Regions from separate parts of the Danio rerio genome. Here region 2 is linked to region 1. A link is a contact called in public HiCAR-type data. All regions are on one chromosome and are shown on one strand. The core of a region is the stretch at or near the end of the contact, and the rest is flanking DNA. Distances in the headings are between cores, read along the strand shown.

What was found. HiCAR-type assays count read pairs that join an accessible place to other places.
Region 2: a contact with region 1 is called in a HiCAR-type map of caudal fin, with 10 times the contacts expected there. The contact joins two enhancer-like sites. A contact is called at or near these places in 7 of 18 Hi-C or Micro-C datasets (caudal fin, embryo, hematopoietic stem cells and 2 more) and 1 of 4 datasets of contacts at active chromatin or transcription factors (caudal fin).

Annotation. Positions count from the first base shown.
Region 1 is chr5:31,386,814-31,392,098 of GRCz12tu, forward strand. ruvbl2 (RuvB-like AAA ATPase 2) reads left to right here. Exons shown (of 15, transcript NM_174860.2): 15 at 1,173-1,467. The coding sequence ends at 1,198. Among named protein-coding and RNA genes, the nearest start is that of ruvbl2, 13 kb to the left of the region's middle. Within about 2 kb of position 2,543, at least 8 of the 62 cell types and tissues checked have an H3K27ac peak or open chromatin away from gene starts, as enhancers often do.
Region 2 is chr5:31,569,306-31,574,119 of GRCz12tu, forward strand. It overlaps a transcript of ube2g1a not described here. Among named protein-coding and RNA genes, the nearest start is that of spns2, 30 kb to the left of the region's middle. Within about 2 kb of position 2,161, at least 5 of the 62 cell types and tissues checked have an H3K27ac peak or open chromatin away from gene starts, as enhancers often do.

The DNA of each region.
Region 1 (5,285 bases), core at 1,293-3,792:
TCCCGCGCACATGCGCTTCTCGTGTTACAAATACTTCATCGTATACACGCATAAACACACTAAAAGGCACAGAAACAGTTAAAGGAGCCGCATCCCATTTTCACTCGTTACAGACACGTGTTGACTGACTGACTGTTTACACAAAACGCGCGTGCTTGTCAGGGCGTGACGTGAAGCCGATCGGCGTATCACAGCATATTATGATGATGACCAATCAGAGTCACTTGAGGGTGGGCCTTTTAGAGGAACTAGGAAATATGACAGTCGTTTTCATGTTAGCTGAGTAGCTGTGTATAATCAAAGTGAGATTTATGAAAAAATAACACGATTTCCTTCAAGTTAAACATGAGCACACATTGCTTTGCATCTTATTAACACAACCAAGCCTTAAAAATAACATTCTGGACCACCCCTTTAAAATTCAGCCGCAAGATGGCGCCAAACCATCATGAACGGCAACTTGACACATGTGCAGTGCTCAACATATAAAAGTACACCCCTCACAAATCTATCTTTTAAATTCATATTTAATAGGAAGCTATGCAATATTATATTTGTGTATATACATTAGATTAATCAGTTCTGAAGCCAATTCTGGAGCTAATCTAACAAAATAACTTATGATAACGGTCCAAAATCTAGTGCACCCAAATTTAAATGTTATAGAAAAATATTAAATACATTTTTTTTAAAAGAGGAAAAATCAAAAGAAGGGAAAAAATGTAAAATTTGGTTGAAATTTTGTAGGTTGTAATTTTTTTTGTTGCAATATTTTGTTTTGAATTTAATTGTATTCTTTCAATTTCTAAATATGTTTGGTGACTAAAATATTATTTTAATAAATATATCTGTTCAATAAATCTTCTTTTGTTTAAATGCACCAAAATACATAGTCTAAATTCACAAAGAAATGGAGAAAAATATTCATTTTCAAAATGGCCTGTACTCAATTATGTACATGAATAGGTCTGCATTCACTAATAGTAAGGATAATTTGTAGTATATGGATGAGCATGCTATTGGTTTATTCTGTTGAAATCATGGAGTAACATGCAAGTCATCATTCTTTCAGTCAGATAGCAAATAGGTGCTTCATATTTAAAATTAGGCAGTATAACTGCTTTAAAATGTCTACATCCAGTTTACCTAGCCATTCTTTTTCCATCATTCAGAAACCTCTCAGATGGACACCTCGTAACGAGTGGAGCTGTGAATAAGCATGTCCAGTCATTGCTCCTGTGAAGACCTTTCTCTTATGACCTCTCCTAGTGCTGAGCCACCTCTCAAGTGTTCAGGCAATTCAGTGTTCATGCACTCAAATCCTCATCTTCAAGTCCTTTTTTTTTTTTTTTTTTTTTTTTTGCTATTGCTAGATTTTATATGTTTTGCAATGAATAAAAATAATTTCTTCTTGTTTGGTTGTATAACATGGCAACTTAAAGGATGAAATAAAAGATATTTGACCATGAACATGACGAGACTCTTATTAGTCATTCTCATGACCCTCAAGCCACTGATTGTCAAAATGAAATAATAAAAAATCTTTGGCAATAGTCATGAATCAAGCCTAATGTTAAAGTAGGCAGACTTATATTTTATTATTTATATACTATTTCAGTAATTAGTAATATTTTGGATTATGAATAATATCGAATTAGAACGGGCTATATGCATAACTAGTGTTTTTCAGCCAGTGTTGAACTCTTTTGGTAAAAGCTTAATGTGAATTTTTTAATTAATAGGTTTCCGTTTACAGCATCGAGGTTGGTGTTCTCCCCATATTGTTGTGGATTTCCTCTGGGTGTGGATTTCCTCTGGGTTCTTTGTTTTCCCCCACAGTCCAAAGACATGTGAATTGGATAAATTAAATTGTTTGTAGTGTATGTGTATGAAGGTAGATGTGTATAGGTTTCCCAGTAATGGTTTGTAGCTGAAGGGCATCTGCTGTGTAAAACAAATGCTGTATAAATTGGTGGTTCATTCTGCTGTGGCAGCCCATGATGGATAAACGGACTAAGCCGAAGGAAAATGAATGAATTAGCTGGGTTTTTCAATTGTTTTTTTTTATATTGAAAAATATATAGATATATATCAATATTTAATATATTGAATGATGAAAACTGGTAACCATTTACTTCCATAGAAGGAAAACTAAAAACTACAGAAGTCAAAAATTCCAAAACATTTTTCAAATAGCTCAAAATTATGCTTTTGAACTAAGAGCAGGGGCCACCAAATTTGTTCCTGGAGGTCCGGTGTCCTGCAGATTTTAGCTCCAACCCTAATCAAACACACCTGAACCAACTAATCAAGGTCTAACTAGGTATACTCGAAACACCTAAGCAGGTGTGTTGAGGCAAGTTGGAGCTAAACCCTGCAGGGCACCTGACCTCCAGGAACGAGGTTGGTGACCTCTGTTATAGAGGGTGAGTAAATGACAGAATTTTTTTTTACATTTTGGGTGAACTATCCCTTTAATATTTATTACTCTGAGCAATAATAATGACCATGACCCAAGGCTAGGTGGCACTATTTAATCAATATTAAATTCTCTACTCGGTAACCTGCCAGTGGAGTGGACATCACTTTATCCTTCACCAAGAGTATCAGTGTACCAGAAAGTTTCTTCATTTTTTTTTTACTTGTTTGAGAACTCTGATGTTTGTCAATATTTTACCAGTGTCCACACGTGCTATAATAGTTTACAAGGATTGTATGTACTTAACAAAACCAGGGCGAGATTTAGAAACCCAAAAGATGATGTGCGGTCTTTGCTAACCAAACAGAAGACAGGCCAATTCATTCACGTGCAATGAGTATATGGATATAGATGGACAGTGGAGCGTTTCTTTTGGGTAATCTTAGCAGAACGGCCTCACGCAGTCGTCATCATGTCTGAGGTTACAAAGCAACGTTTTCCGTACGTCGCATGACTGAACACAGCCTTCCATTTACAGGTTGTCTGCTGCCTGTTAAAAAAGAACCATTACTAACAAAACAGCAGACCGCTTTAAAATGGAGGAAAGGACATAAGATATAATCCTTAGAGACACATTGAGTAGACGCCGCTGGCTGGCTCTCAAAAGAGCCTCGGATGAAAATGGGCAGCTAGATGAAATCAAAGGTATATAAATTGAAAAGGTCTGTGAGAGCTGAGTGCGCATTCTCTATTTCTTTGCAGAGTCCCAGAGATAAGGCCGTAATTCAAAACCACCTATTAACATGTCAGGATAAATGGCAGCGAGGGAAGGAAAAGCGTTGGAAAGCTCTGCTAAATCCAGGCCCAGTTACTTCGGCGCGATGCCTCAAAGTTATGACATCCGCTACCATTAAGGGGATACTGGACTGTTTCTTAAGACAAATGAACTGGAGGAATTTTTTTAGCGTGATTATTTTAGGTCGCAGACTGGCCAGGGGGAGGGGGGGGACATTATTTTTTCTGCTTTCTTAGGTTGACTAATCTTAAGATCATAACCCATTTATTTTCCTCTTTGTAGACTTTCTGACTAGTGCACTGATAAAAATCCCCTGTAAGGGAGCGATATTGAAATATAAATCACTTTCATGAGAGATTAAGGGTGAAAAGAGCCTCGCTGCTCCCTCTTACCTGAGATGTTTGTGATGTTTCATAACTCTCCTCATCTCTCCTTTTCACTCGAGAGGATTAATCTGTCATCTGTATCCCATCTGTGGGCAGCTCTCCCAACATCCTCTGCTTCAGCATCACCGAAGCATCTGCTGCAATCCTGAAATGAATGTCACTGGAGTATGCAAAAAGAAAGAAAGTATTTAAAAAGACTGGAGATTTCAATCTTAGAGTGTCATCAATAAGGTTTAGCTGTCTCTGTGAGGATTTATATGCATTATAAAGTTCATAAGTCAAATGGAATAGTTAAATGTTTTTGTGCAAGTGCTGTAGTTATTTGATCAAACGTGCAGTTCTTATTATAAATAGGCTACTTATATATTATGAAGTTATGTATAAAATCTATTAAAAATGTTTTTACTTGTTTTCAATGTCACGTGATCTTGCAGAAATCATTATAATATGCTGATCTACTGGGATTTACATGCACAACTATCTCTAGGGTTTACATAAATGGTCCAAAAAAGAGAAAATCTCCTGTGAGCGGCAGTTCTGTGGGCACAAATACCTTGTTGATGCCAGAGGTCATGGTGTGGTGTTCAATGGTCATGGTGTGTAGGGATGTGGGGGGGGGGGGTATTTTCCTGGCACACTTTGTGCCTATTAGTACCAATTGAGCATTGTGTCAACGACACAGCCAACCTGAGTATTGTTGCTGACCATGTCCATCCCTTTATGGTGACCACAGTGTACCCATCTTCTGATGGCAACTTCCAATGCACCATGCCATAAAGCATGAATAATCTCAGAGTGGTTTCTTGAACATGACAATGAATTCATTGTACTCAAATGCCCTCCACAGTCACCAGACTCAATCCAATACAGCACATTTGGGATGTGGTGGAACGGGAGATTGGTATCATGGATGTGCAGACAACAAATCTGCCGCAACTGCGTGATGCTATCATGTCAATATGGATCAAAATCTCTAAAAATATATATTTCCAGTACCTTGTTGAATCTATGCCACGTAGGATTAAGGTAGTTCTGAAGGCAAAAGGGAGTCCAACCCAGTACTAGTAAGTTGTCCCTAATAAAGTGGCCGAACAAAACTGTTAAATTTACATCAAATGTTTTGTTACGTATAATTGTCTGTTATTTATCATTGTAATGTGTCCCTTTTTTAAAGATTTATTTTTGACCTTTTTTAAGTAGATTGGACAGTATTATAGACAGGAAGTGGGAGAGAGACAGGGACAGGAAATGTCATCAAGCTGGGATTCGAATTTGGGACACCCTGAAGTGCTACTGCACCATATGTCGAAGTGCTAACCACTAGGCTATTGTGCCGACAAGGTGTCCCTTTTAAGTACTGTTGCACAAAAAACACATGAAGCAGCACAACTCTTTCAGCATTGTTAGTAAAAAACTTAAACATCAAATGGAAAACTTAGACTGATTTCTGAAGCATCCATGAACACAAGAGTTTTGCAAAACAATGATGCTGAAAATTCGCACCATTGACTGCAAATAATGACATTAAATCAGTGTTTTGGGATTTTTGTGTACGAAAAGTCAGGGTTGTTTGTTAAACCCAGGTAAATTATGAGCAATAAGAACCTTGATATTCTGGAATAGCGTTTACGCTGTGAACAGCTTGTATACTGAGCAAAAAATGCCGACGAGTGTCCTTCCACAT
Region 2 (4,814 bases), core at 911-3,410, 180 kb after region 1:
TATGAGAAGCTGCGGGAATCTTTTTTCATTTAATAAATGACTTGCTTCTCAGAAGACAAATGCCAACATACAATAAACGCATGGTGGTGTTTGAAGGTTTGAGACGTGGAGCACAAACATTATTGATTCTGGAGGTGATTAATAATATAATAACACTAATTCTGAAAGCTTTAAGACGTTTCAGATTGACCAAAACAACATTTCAGTTATTTTACAATGTGCTCAGCCTGCTGGTTTGTCCATTCACACTCATTTTTACCATCACATGATCTCTTATAACAAAATCACATAAGCTTTTTAATGCACATACTGCAATTTGTTCAATTTGTTCATACTGCAATTTGTTCACCATTACATGATCTCTTATAACAAAATCACATAACCTTTTTAATGCACATACTGCAATTTGTTCGGTTAAAGTGTTTCCATTGTAGTTTATGCACATTTTTTAATGGAATAAAATGTCTATACTACTCAGTTATGCGCTTACATTTTTATGCCCATTTTCAAAACCCATGCGCATCTTGCCATTTCTATCATATAAAATGCACATATAAATAGGTGGATGAAAACATAGACAATAGCTGGATTCTGTGCTAATACTGTACCTTGTGGAGAAAGTAAGTAGTCTAAAAACAGTTCAAAGTGCAAGTGCACATAACTCCTCTGGTTTTCACTGACCCGCTAGGAGCAGTATTTTAAACCCAACTTGGAAGCCAGAGTTACACTCTAAACATGTATGCTAAAGACAACGGACTCTTAGAATGTTTACTTGCACTGCTCTCAGCTGGCCTCTGTTTCACTCACCCCCTTAAACATCACCCCCATCCAGGTCATGGCACCAATGTCCGGTTGTGCTCAACACTCTCTGAGCTGGACTCTGGCAAATCTCCCATGGGAGGAGAGCACACTAACAAGGACACTAAAGATTGCAACCTCTCGCATCTGTCACTAGTGTGTATCTTGGACAGTTTACTCGCATATTTCTCATTAGATGGCCTGCATTACACTAACCCACTTTAACCTCACCATCGTCCTGGTCATGGCACCAATGTAATCCCTCTGGTTTAACTTGACCTGAACTCAAACCTGCCGATTCTCCCTTGAGAAGTGAGTGCCCTAACAAGGACACTAAAGGGTGCAACCTCTAGCATCTGTCACCAGTGCATATCTTGAACAGTTTGCTCACATAACTCTCACTAATTGACCTGTATTACACTAACCCACTAGTCCACACTAACCCACTTAAACAACACCAATGTAATCCCTTCAGTTCTTCACAACCCACTCTGAGCTAATCTCAAACCTGGCAATTCTCTCATGGGAGGCGAACACACTAACAAGTACACTAAAAACTGCAGCCTCCAGCATCTGTCACTAGTGCATGTCTTGAACAGTTTGCCTCCAAGAGAACTCTCACAAGTTGACCTGTACTACACTAACCCACATAAACCTCTCTTTCATCCGGGTCACGGCACCAATATAATCCCTCTGGTTCTGCACAACTCACTCTGAGCTGATCTCAAACCTAGTGATTCTGCCATCGGAGGGTTTCTAACAAGGCATGTCTCAAAATAGGCAATCTTTGAGGAGAGCCATGTAAATAATGTCAATTAACATGGCTAATTTTAATTAGTTATTGCACCAGTATGACCCAGCATGAAGCTACATAGCCTTCAGCAGCTCTGCAAAATGCATTTCAACAATAATTACAGCACTGTAATGCAGAAGTTTTGTTATGAAGGCCATAGCATCATCATATTTCTACATATGCAATGCTAAGGGCATTTTAATAAACAGCACAGCACATATACCACAAAAATAAAGCACACCCAGAGATTTCCAGTAAAGCGCTTTGTTCTGTTGTTTTATTAGGATGTCAGATAAAGCGATGAACATCAATAATTTATTATTTAGGAAAGAATGAGCGTAAGATATTATGCGTGCCACATTGCATGCCTATTATGTATGTTTTTTATGAAAACCAGGCCTAAGAAAACACTGACCATGACCATTTTCTCCCTCTCTCTCTCTCTCGGTTAGGCTTACCAAAACACTTCTCATTGATCGCCCTGTAAATTTATTAGCCATTGTGACAGCTTCCTGCCAGGTTCAGCAGGCGATCAGGGGAAACACGCAAGTGGTCAGATAAAGCGAGGGCACACAATGCCTATTGTGTCCTAATTGCGGGTCAAACTATTACCCGAATGGAATGTTTTCCAGGTATGCATGTACGTTTGCGTCTATGAATGTCCATGTTTGGTTATGCATGTACCTCCTGCTGAAGAATGAAGATTGTCGCTAGAAAGCCTTTAAAAATTCCAACCGCAAGGTCAGAAAAACAAGAGAGCACGGACAAGAAGAACAAAGGAAGTGGATTCTGGCCAAAGGCAAACAAACGGGCGACAATGGCTTTAAATGAATTACCTTGACCTTCTGCGGTCAATAGCACTCCGAGTTTAAGTTCAGCATTTTGAGGAAAGTATTTGAAAGGGTGTGCTCTCGCTGGACTTCTGGTTACAGAAATGAAAAACAATAATATCTGTCCTTCTGATACTGCCAAACGGCACCATTACAAGAATATCTCGACATCTATTATGCGTAATTTTAAACCCTGGGAATGAGCTTTAAGTAGAGTTCATTCAGATCTATTTGTATAAGTGTTGACAAACTTTCTGTGCAACTGTAGCAAGTGTCTCAGTTGATGTTCGGAGGTCAGCATTTAAGTGTCTGCATTATTTTTATAGATCTATTTAATGGTTTATACGACACATATCTGAGGGGTTGTTGGCTTAATGTGTGTCAGAGCTTGTTTAAGTAAATGAAACTAAGTTTAACTGGATATTTTAAAAACAGACATAGAATACACAGATGAACACATTGTGGCAAAAATAGGACTGGCCTTTGGTTTTCCAGCCCATAACCTAAAAGGATACATTTTATGCCTCTTTTTACAACATAAGTCTCTGATGTCCCTAGATTGAGTATGTGAAGTTTCAGCTCAAAATACTGCACAAATATTTTTTAGAACTCTTTGAATTTGCTCCTTGTAGGCTTTGATCCAAATTGAGTCATTTAAAATTGAAATAAGGGGGAAAATGTAGCTAATCACTATCAGGTTTTTTGAGATGGACAGAAATTAACCCCACACTGGAAAGAGATTGAAATACATTTAGATGCCATTTTTGAAGTAGAGATTGCCTACACCTGTGAATCCAAATATTTAGGTATTATAAATTTAGATGGTTGGATTATTAAAGAATTGTAACTTTTAAATTTAATGCCATGTGTCTATATACAGTTGAAGTCAGAATTATTAGCCCCCCTGGCTTATTAGCACCCCTGTTTATTTTTTTCCCCAATTTCTGTTTTATGAAGGGAAGAATGTTTCAGCACATTTCTAAGCATAATAGTTTTAGAAACCTATTTCTAATAACTAATTTTTTTTTTATCTTTGTCATGCTGACAGTAAATAATATTTTACTTGATATTTTTCAAGATACTTCTGTACAGCTTAAAGTGACATTTAAAGGCTTTATTAGGTTAATAAGGTGAACTAGGCAGGTTAGGGTAATTAGGCAAGTTATTGTATAATGATGGTTTGTTCTGTAGACTATCGGGGGAAAAATAGCTTAAAGGGGCTAATAATTTTGTCCCAAAATTGTTTTTTAAAAAATTTAAAACTGCTTTTATTCTAGCCGAAATAAAACAAATAAGACTTTCTCCAGAACTAAAAATATTATCAGACATACTGTGAAAATTTCCTTGCTCTGTTAAACATCATTTGGGAAATATTAAGAAAAGAAAAAAAAATCAAAAGGGGGCTAATATTTCTGACTTCAACTGTATATATATATATATATATATATATATATATATATATATATATATATATATATATATATATATATATATATATATATATCTTTTCTTCTTTAAAGGCAATTTATAGTTGCTTTTGTTGTTGTTGAAGGGAAGAAAATACAAAGCATGTGCAAGATCTGTAAGTCTCTTTCTGTACGAGAGATTATGATAAGATATATATTTATTTTCTTTTGGAAACTCTTTTTTTTTATTCAAATGAGATTATGCTTTTAAAAAGAGGGTGGAGCTACAAATGCCTATGCATCAGCATAGTGACAGATTCAAAAAAGGACCAACGTCATCTCTGTGAAAAACTGAAAATATGGAGAATACAGTGTGCATTTGTGCATCCTAATATATTTATAATCTATAATGACTCCTAGTTGCTGACATTATCTTCAGCATGTATGGCATGTTGACTGCTACAACTGTCCTGGAATCTGGTTAGATGGTAAACTGACATTTGAAAACCAGGATTGGTTTTGTTTACAGAAACAAATCTTCTTTTACACACTCTTCAAAGCAGCATTTGGTCAAATTAACAGTATTATTATTACCAATTTTGGATTATGGGAATTTAGTTTAGATCATCTTTAAAAACTCTCCTTCACAAACTGGATGTTATTCTCCATGCAGCAATTCGTTTTGTTACTGATGCGCCATTTAATACTTATCACTGTCAACTGTATTCTTTGTTGAATTTCTGTTAATTTGCAAAAGTCTTATTGGGAAAACTCCACTATGTTTATTGACACTTTTTAAAGGGTCACAAAAACCCCTAAACATATTTTTTTAGATGTTGACAGACATATATACTGTTGAAGTCAGAATTATTAGCCCCCTGTTTATTTTTCCCCCAATTTCTGTTTAACAGAGATATTTCAACATATCAACACATTTCTAATCATAATAGTTTTTATAACTCATTTCTAATAACTGATTTATTTTAT